Regions from separate parts of the Mus musculus genome. Here region 2 is linked to region 1. A link is a contact called in public promoter capture Hi-C data. All regions are on one chromosome and are shown on one strand. Each heading gives the region's core, a stretch centred on a gene start, on an enhancer-like site or on the middle of the called end of the contact. The rest is flanking DNA. Distances are from core to core; before and after follow the strand shown. Region 1 holds the start of Ppm1m (protein phosphatase 1M). Region 2 holds the start of Qrich1 (glutamine-rich 1).

Region 1 (4,321 bases), core at 457-2,956:
GTATCTGGAATCTTACTTACTGTAGGCAAACATTTTAAAACTTTGACAAGAATTGTGATTGTCAAGGCTGGGTAAATAGGCAATGCAAGCTTATGTAAAACAGTGTGGTGATGGTCTTGATTGTAAAATTAATTATCCAGGTGTGGAACCTTTGAGCTTGTCTGTGAGGGCATTTCCCCAAAAAGTTTAAGAAGGAGGGAAGACCAGGCCTGAATGTGAGCAGCACCCGCTGTGGGCTGGGGTCTGAACACACCTCTTCCTGGTGGCAGACTCTCATGACCAGCTGCCTAGCATCCCCGATTCTCTTGCTGCTGCTGTGATGGAGGAAGCTACTCCTTCTGTAGTTGCTTTTTGCAGATACTTTGTTATAGCAAGAACTAAAGTAACTAAGGAAGATTTATCATATGTATCCTTCTCCTCCTTAGTTGGAAGCAGGGGTTGGGAGTGGGGAGTGTCTCAGACCTTGTCCCCATTCACAGCTGGGCCAGGCACTATCAGAACTACTATTACATCCGGGCTCAGCAGTCCCTCTGTTAACACTGTCCTCCTACTCCCAGTGTGTGGCTGTTACTGGGTGGGCTCAGTAGGGTAGCCCCTACCCCAGTTACTGGGGTGCAGCTGTTTCCCAAGAGCCTTCCTCTTTGGGCAGGAGGAACTGCTGGCAAAACAGGGCTAACTGACTAAAGGAAGAGAGGCCTAGTGAGTACTAGGCTGGGCTTAGGAGCAGAGTCAACGGTAGGGAACCCCTCATCCATCCATCCTTAGGCCTTAGAGACTTTAAATTGGTTTCCTGGAGGAAAAAAGAGGAAGCGAAATGGCTTGAGGGGTGGTCTGACTCAACTACACTGTCATACTGGGAACCCTGGGCGTCTAACACTTCCCCTCTGTGGGTCTGAGTCCTCCCTTATGAAGTGGAAATTGAGGCCTTGCAGAGGGGCACCTAGACTTAGGCGACAGAAAGTGACAGGCGCTCTCCCCCAATAGTTATAGCTATCTAGGGGTAAAGGGACATCCTGAGCCAGAGCGATGACATGGTGAGCGCCTTCTCAAAACAAAAGAGGTTGGTGAAAATTTCCACTTCCCTCAGTCCAAGGCTGCACCTTAGACCAGCAGGAGAAAGGAGCTACACTCCCTCTTAAATTCCCATAGGTTCCTCTTGTCCGTCACTCACACTCCAGGGAGGCACTTGCGCAGGCGAGAAGCCATCTTAACTGTAGGGGCAGACATTTGGGAGCGGGCTTCTGAAGATGAGGTCGAGGGTGAATAGAACTCTGGAGCACTCTGAGCCCGCTCTTACACCTCCAAGGACATACTGTCCCCGTCCTCCCCTTGCGGAAGACCGTCGCTAGCAGGGCAAGGCTCTGTTGTAAGCGCCTGCCCAGCACCCATCCTGGATGACTCTCCACGGTTCCTAGAGTAGAGGGGAAGGGCTTCCACTCTCAGAGGATCGAGTCCCACAGGTGCGGGTGAGCCTTTGTGCCTTTTCAGTGGTACTCTGACGCAAGCAGGCGTCTTCACTTCGCTAGGCCTCGGTTATCCTGCCTGTAAAGTGGGATATGTGACCACATCTCCTTCTTACAGAAGGCCAAAGAAACTGGCCGCACACACAGGGGCCGATGGGCGGGATGGGGCGTGGCCTCTTTCACCCCCAGGCCCCACCCCCAGGCTCGCTTCCTCCCAGTGGCGGGCGGGCGGGCGGGACCCTGGTGTCCCGCCGTGCGCGGGCAGCCCCCGGCCGCCACGCAATGTCCGCCGGCTGGTTCCGGCGCCGCTTCCTACCCGGGGGTCCACTTCCAGAGCCGCGGCCAGCCGGGCCGCGCTCCAGCCCGGTGCCCTATCACCGGCCCCGCTTTCTACGCGGCTCCGGCTCCAGCCCGGGCGCCACTGACGCCTCGCGCCGCCCCGATGCCCGGCCGGTGCGCAGCCCAGCACGGGGCCGCACACTGCCTTGGAACGCAGGCTACGCAGAGTGAGTGTCCCTGCCCCCCCCCCCCCCCCCGCGTTCCCTCCAGACCCTCTGCCTGATCCCGTCTGGTTCTGTGCTGACCTGGAAAACCGACGGGGTGTGCACATCCCCGCTAACCTTCTTCTTGTCTTCAACCTTGACAGCATTTCTCCTTTTTCTCACTTTGGCATTTTCTTTTGAGAAGGTTGGAGGTCCCCGGGAGGGCTCGCACCCGGCTGGACCCTCCTTTCTTCTGGCCTCTGCAGATGTATGTCCCACCTCGCACCTCACTTAGGGTTTGGCCTATGCTCTGTGGGATAAGGTAGGGACTGAGGTGGGACTTCCCAAACCCTGGGCCAGTACAGTGACTCTAAAAGGGGCAAGCCAGCGAACAGTTAGAAAACTTGCAGAACAAGCATGAGGCTCTGGAGTTGGGATCCCCAGCAACCTTGTTAAAAAGCTGGGAGTGCCAGTCGGGGCCTGAAATCCTAGCACTCCGGAGGCAGATGCAGGAAGACTCCCGGACTTGTTGGCCAGAAATTCTAGCTGAATCAATGAGCCCTGATTTAGTAAGAGACCAACCTGTCTCAAAAACTAAGGAGGAGGGCAAGCCACTTCTGGCCTTTGTACACACACACACACACACACACACACACACAAAGTTGTCCAAGTGTGTCAGGGCGCAGCACCAAGAAGCAGTTGTCCCAAGTGGAGTCTCTGTGCCCACAATGACATAGATGAGACATCATGGTTGATTTCGTGGCCTTAGGGTTATCAATGCAGAAAAATCTGAATTCAACGAAGACCAGGCTGCTTGCGGGAAGCTATGCATCCGGCGATGTGAGTTTGGGATCGAAGAACATCAAGAGTGGCTGACGGTGTGCCCAGAGGAGGTGAGCACTGCCTTGTCTTACTGTCTCATGTCCTAGTTCGGGCTGGGCCAGGGGGACATCTGGGGAAGCTTGGTGGTGCCTGACACAGAGCTCTTCCTATGCAGTTCCTGACGGGTCACTACTGGGCACTGTTTGATGGGCATGGTGGCCCTGCTGCAGCTATCTTGGCTGCCAACACCCTGCACTCTTGCCTTCGCCGGCAGCTGGAGGCTGTGGTTGAAGGCATGATAGCCCCTCAGCCCCCCATGCACCTCAGTGGCCGCTGTGTCTGCCCCAGTGACCCCCAGTTCGTGGAGGAAAAGGGGATCCAGGCAGAAGACTTGGTGATCGGGGCTCTGGAGAACGCCTTCCAGGAATGTGTGAGTGGGGCCTATGGGGAGAAGGGACATGTCCCCCCAGGGACTTAAAGAAGTCCAGGTATAAGGGCACACCATAGTCACCATTCCTTGGACTGTGGAGAAGTTGCTGATTCCTTCCTTCCTGGTAACAGCCCCATGGTCTTCAGCTTACCCCTCCCATGTATCTAGTTCCTGCTGTGTGCTAACTGCTCACCTGTACATGCCATTGGCCCTCAGTGCAGGCAGTGGTTTCTCTTCCTGTTTTGAATTACACTTCCCTTGTGCAATTCTCTTTACGAGGTATTCAAGAGTTAATAGCCAAGCTTTTTGAGCTGAGATGCTATAGGCCTGCTTGTGGGAATGCCATTGTAAGGGGACTGGAAGTGGTGGCGTGGTAGCTCTACCAACCTTGGTTTGCTCCAGGATGATGTGATTGGGAGAGAGCTGGAGGCCTCAGGACAGGTGGGTGGCTGTACAGCCCTGGTGGCGGTGTTCCTGCAAGGGAAGCTGTATGTGGCCAATGCTGGGGACAGCAGGTGAGTGGACCATTGGAGGGCAGGCAGGGCTGTGGGCAGGAGGGTACCAGGGGGAGTTGAGACAATAAAAGGAGGGTTAGAAATGAGGAGGACTGGCTGGCCAAGATGGATTTGTACTTGGCATAAGCCAACAGTAAGGGTGCCATCTTTAGCAGGGGCCATCGGTGCAATGCTAAAGAGCTGTTCTTAAGACTCTATAGGTCTTAAAAGTCCTGAAAGGATTTGAATCAGGGATCACAGTGACTAGAATTGGCCTCTGGTTGGAGAAAGAGAAAGGTGACCATGGGTGAGTATGGCAGTTCCTTCATAAAGCTCTTCTCTCCCTCTAATCTATTTAGGGCCATCTTGGTGCGGAGACATGAGATACGGCAGCTGAGTTCTGAGTTCACCCCAGAAACAGAGCGGCAGCGGATCCAGCAGCTGGTAGTACCCTTGGCGGGGGGACCCCGTCGGGGTAGAAGACCATATAGGGCCCTGGGAAGGAGCCTGATCTGAAAGTGGCCTCCCCCACCTAGGCCTTTACCTACCCTGAGCTTCTGGCTGGAGAGTTCACCCGACTGGAGTTCCCACGGCGGCTAAAGGGGGATGACTTAGGGCAGAAGGTTTTGT
Region 2 (4,321 bases), core at 1,092-3,591, 2.3 Mb before region 1:
CCTAACTGGGTTTTGATTGTGTTGTTTTTGTTTTTTCAGGTAACTCAAATTCACAACAAAATTCAACCATTCCTTAAGTCTTTCTTTGAGACATCAATATAAGCTTTTGTAAAATGATGTGAACTGTGTAAGATCTTGGAGAAGTATAACACCTTATCCCAGAAAACTAGAAGTTACCTAACAGGTAAATACTAGTTGATGGAAACATTGGTTTAAAAAAAAGAAAAGAAAAAAAAAGTAAACTAGAATAAGCAAGCTTAAATGGTACAAAAAGTTCACAGACACATCCTCAACAAAGAGGACAGTTTTTTTTTGTTGTTGTTGTTGTTGTATTCTGTTTGTTTTGGAAAACCATTTAGGTTCTTAGCTGATGCTTTGCAATGTTAATCATGAATATTCCACTGACTTCGATTTTAGGGACTGTTGTCCAATGAACAAACTAATACCGTTTCCCTCATCAGCAGTTTCCTAGTAGGTAGCAGCTTCTAGCAGACAACACCAAGAAAGAATGACAAGATTTGTAAAGTTTCAGTATTACCAAGGGGTTGGGGGGTAACGGACTGCACACATACTTCCAGCGTATGAATGATTTTTAACTCACCAGTCACCATGTTGCATGTATGTCTGCTGCTTGTCCTGAGTTCTTAAGACTTCTAACATTCTGAAGAAGATAGAACAAAGAAGTTCCTTCCATCCTCAGCCTCTTTTTAAGTTTTAACTTTGTTCTTAAAAAAATACAGTATATTAAAAAAAAGTCATTACTATCAAAGTTTGGTTGCTACTAAAAGGAATAAAAATCCTTTTAGCTTGCTTTTCCTCAGGCTTAATGTAACAAAATTGTAAAAATAAACTAGCAGATGTTTTGTCTTAGAAAAAAAGAGCTGTGTATTTCTCCATCACAAACCTAGAATTTCCTAGATAGAAGATCACAGCACTGAAACAAAATGTGGAAAGAAAAAAAAAAGCTGAGAAGAACTTCAGTTACATAGTTTTTATAGTGACAGGCAGATTTTAGAAATTTTTGCTGGACATTTTAGAAATTACAAAGAAAAAAACCGGCAAAGCATTGATCAAGTTAATCAAGGTTAAGAAACAGCCCTTATCAAGAACAGAAAGGCAAGCCCCTCCCACCCACGCGGAGGTGGAAAAAAAAAAGGGGGGGGGGAGGCTGCATTTAAGTGAGGATTTAAAGCGGAATTTTAGAGCTCCGAGAGTTTGATACCATATACAGAGGAGGATCTCTTTCCGGAGCGCACAGAGGTGACGTGTATCAACTGCGCTTATGGAAGAATCGGTTCTAATGGAAGAAAAGCGGGGCCTGGTAATGGTAACCTTCTCTCCTCAGCACAAAGCACCAGTACAAGGTGAGGAAACCCATGGGGACCCAATGCCCTCTCCGGCCAGCAGGACTCGGTTTCCCAAGCAGAGCAGCACCCTCCCCAAGCACCCACCCAGTCCTTGGGCCTCGCTTAAGTAACAGCATTCTTCAGTTAGTACGAGCACTCCTGTCCGCCTCCCGGAGGAGCGGAGCCGCAAGCCAGACCGCAAAGCCGCTATGTTTCTCCGCAGACCTAGGCCACCGCTGCCCCGGACGTCACGAGGACAAGGGCCCAACCCTCAACCTTCCCCAGTCGGCAGGTCGGTCGTCCGCCAGGCCGCTCGCCCGCCCGCCCGTCTGCCCTCCTCTTGGAAGGGGCGTCCGGCGCGCACTCCGGACAGCGTGAGCGACCAACAGCAGGGCGCGCGCCGCAAAACCGGGGGGTCGCGGGGTGGCGCGCGCCCCGGAAGCCGTTCTAGCCCACGGGCCACAGCTGAGAGCCAACGGGGACGCGCACGTCGGGCGGCTACGCGCAACGAGAGGACCGCACAGCGCGCACGATAACGCACGCGCGCGCGCAGAAAAATGAGAAAAAAAAAAAAAAGAAAAAAAAAAGCCACGCTCGTGCGCGCGCGCCTCCGCGCGCCCCCGTGCGCCGCGCCCACCCGCCCCTCAGGCCCGCCCCTCCCCCACCCGTGGGGCGGAGGCTCGCGAGCCGAGGGACGTTCTCCGCTCTGAAGCCGCCCTGAGGTCGCCTGGGCCCAGCGGCAGCGGCCCGCCCGCCCCCGCCCGCCCGCCGTTGTGTAGGGTGGGCCTGCCGCCTTCGAGCCAGAGCCTTGCTGCGTCCCCGCCCTCACCAGAGCCCTCACCCGGCGACGTCACCGCCGCCGCTGCCTCCGTTCTACCCGCCGGCCCCGCTTCACCGCCCGGGGCCTCGGTTCTGCCGTCGCCGCTCCGAGACCGACAGGATTTTCTCCTCACAGCTCCCTGGGCGCCATCTTACATTCAGCCCTCACGGCCAATGGGAGCCGAAGGCCCTTCTCGCGAGAACCGGAGCGTCGGATCCCGCGAGAGCTGCCTGCCAGGCTTAAAGGGAACGCTGCAGCCACAGAGGGAACCGGTTGGAGTGGAGAGCGTACCCCTCGTTGTGGGAAGGAGCGCCACGCCCATGGGCACCCCTCCATGCGGGGCGGGGCTTAGGCCCGGGGTTCAGCATCCAGGGGTATTTTGCCCCTGCCCTGGGTCTGAAAGCATGCTTTTTGAAGCCACCTACGGTGTCCCGCTAGCGCCTCCTCTAGTTGCACAGTTCCACGCGAGGCGGGGCCGGGCCTAGCTCGGCCTCGTGGTTAAGGTGGCCCCCTTTCAAACCCCTGAACTGGGCGCAGCTTTAACCATTGTGCCGCGCCTGGGAAGCGCTCGGGGCGTTAGTGCACGGGAGAAAACAGCTTCAGGAACCCCCAGCACCACCTCTCATCTGAGATCGCTTTGCCACAGTCAGGTCCACCTTAAAGCAGGCCTTGGGTAGCCTAGTGTTTGTATACAGGGAAAATGTGGAAGGCTTTAAAGCTGCAGGCACTCACCTACAGCCTCACCAGAAGCTCCCAGCAACCCAGGGGGCCCTCAGTCTGGGGCAAACCTTAGTGCCTTCTGCACTTGTTCCTGTCCTAGCAAACTCTAATCTTCAAATTCTTCAGAAGTCAATTTCTGAGACGGGGTCCAATCCAAGGGCCAGCATAGCCAGGAATCTCATCTCAGCACCGTATAGACATCCAGGGAGTTTGCTGGGGTCCCCAAACTGGAAAGGCCACAACAGCATTCATGATTTATCTCACTATGCTTAAATAGTTGACAGGGCTTTTTTCTAAATGATCACACGGGGGGTCATGTGTCTCTTGATCTCTAGCCACAAAGACACAAACCTAGATCCCTCCATAGGACTGGTGACTGTGCAACAGCATCTCTGGGGTTCTCAGGTTTATCATAGTAAGTGCTGAGCTAATTCCAGCCATGCACCTGCCTTTGAGAACCAAGTGCAGTAGTGACTTTGTGGCTGGCTCTTTTCTGGGGAAGTGCATTCTTCCAGAAGACATATGAGACCCACCACTGCCAGCTAACAAACTATTTCTCCAGGGTCCTCAGATATTAGAAAGGCAGACAACAGAGAGACGCCAGAGGGATTTAGTTATTCTTTATTGAAACGGAGTGTGGAGTGCTGAAGGGCACCCCCAGCCTCCAGGATGAGGTAGGGCCACATGTATTCAGTTCATATTTTGCCTGGGTCTTCTTTTAGTGTGACAGTTCGGTTGAAGACAATCTGAAAGGCAGTAGAAGAAAAATGACCAACAACCCCGAACCGGGCTTCTTACTTCCCCTTCATCACCTAGGAGGTGAGGTATCATGGAGGTGAGGTACCAAGGTTGTCAATAACTCTGTAATTTCAGATAAAGGACTAGATGCCTGTGCTGTGCCTTAGTTTCATGAGGATTATGACAAACTCTAAGCTTGCCTGCTACTTTGAAGAGTAAAAAAGTTAGGGCCGGGGCTGGAGAGGTGGCTCAGCAGTTGAGAGCACCGACTGCTCTTCCAGAGGTTCTGAGTTCAATTCACAACATGATGGCTCACAACCATCTGTAATGGGATCTGATGCCCTCTTCTGGTGTGTCTGAAGACAGCAGCAGCATACTAACATAAAATAAAATAAATCTTAAAAAAAGTTAGAGCCCTATAAAATTTTGTGCTTGGACTTAACTGGAAAGTAATGAATGTCCCTCCCAACTTATTTGGAGAATGCTAAGGGGATGTAGGGAGAGTGTTTATCACAGTGAACAGCTTCCACCATCAGTACACAGAAGGGTATAGGTGGGTCAAATTAAGCACCTGTCCTTGATGGCTGTCTGGATCCACAGAGAAGTACCCAAGGCGCTCAAACTGGAACTTGTCAAAGGGCTTTGCCAAAGCCACAGAGCAGTCCACTAATGCTCCTTCTACCACTTGTAGTGACGC

What was found. Promoter capture Hi-C pulls out the DNA fragments that hold promoters and counts their contacts.
Region 2: a promoter capture Hi-C map of pre-B cells shows a contact between it and region 1, with 2.1 times the contacts expected there. The contact joins the promoter of Qrich1 here to the promoter of Ppm1m in region 1. A contact is called at or near these places in 1 of 39 promoter capture datasets (pre-B cells) and 1 of 484 Hi-C or Micro-C datasets (embryonic stem cells).

Annotation. Positions count from the first base shown.
Region 1 is chr9:106,196,618-106,200,938 of GRCm38.p6, reverse strand. It overlaps Ppm1m (protein phosphatase 1M), which reads left to right and starts at 1,706. Exons shown (of 10, transcript NM_026447.4): 1 at 1,706-1,969; 2 at 2,715-2,838; 3 at 2,943-3,197; 4 at 3,600-3,712; 5 at 4,051-4,135; 6 at 4,228-4,321. The coding sequence starts at 1,746.
Region 2 is chr9:108,515,107-108,519,427 of GRCm38.p6, reverse strand. It overlaps Qrich1 (glutamine-rich 1), which reads right to left and starts at 2,341. Exons shown (of 10, transcript NM_175143.5): 1 at 2,188-2,341. Qars (glutaminyl-tRNA synthetase) reads right to left here. Exons shown (of 24, transcript NM_133794.2): 23 at 4,196-4,321; 24 at 3,487-3,632. The coding sequence ends at 3,582.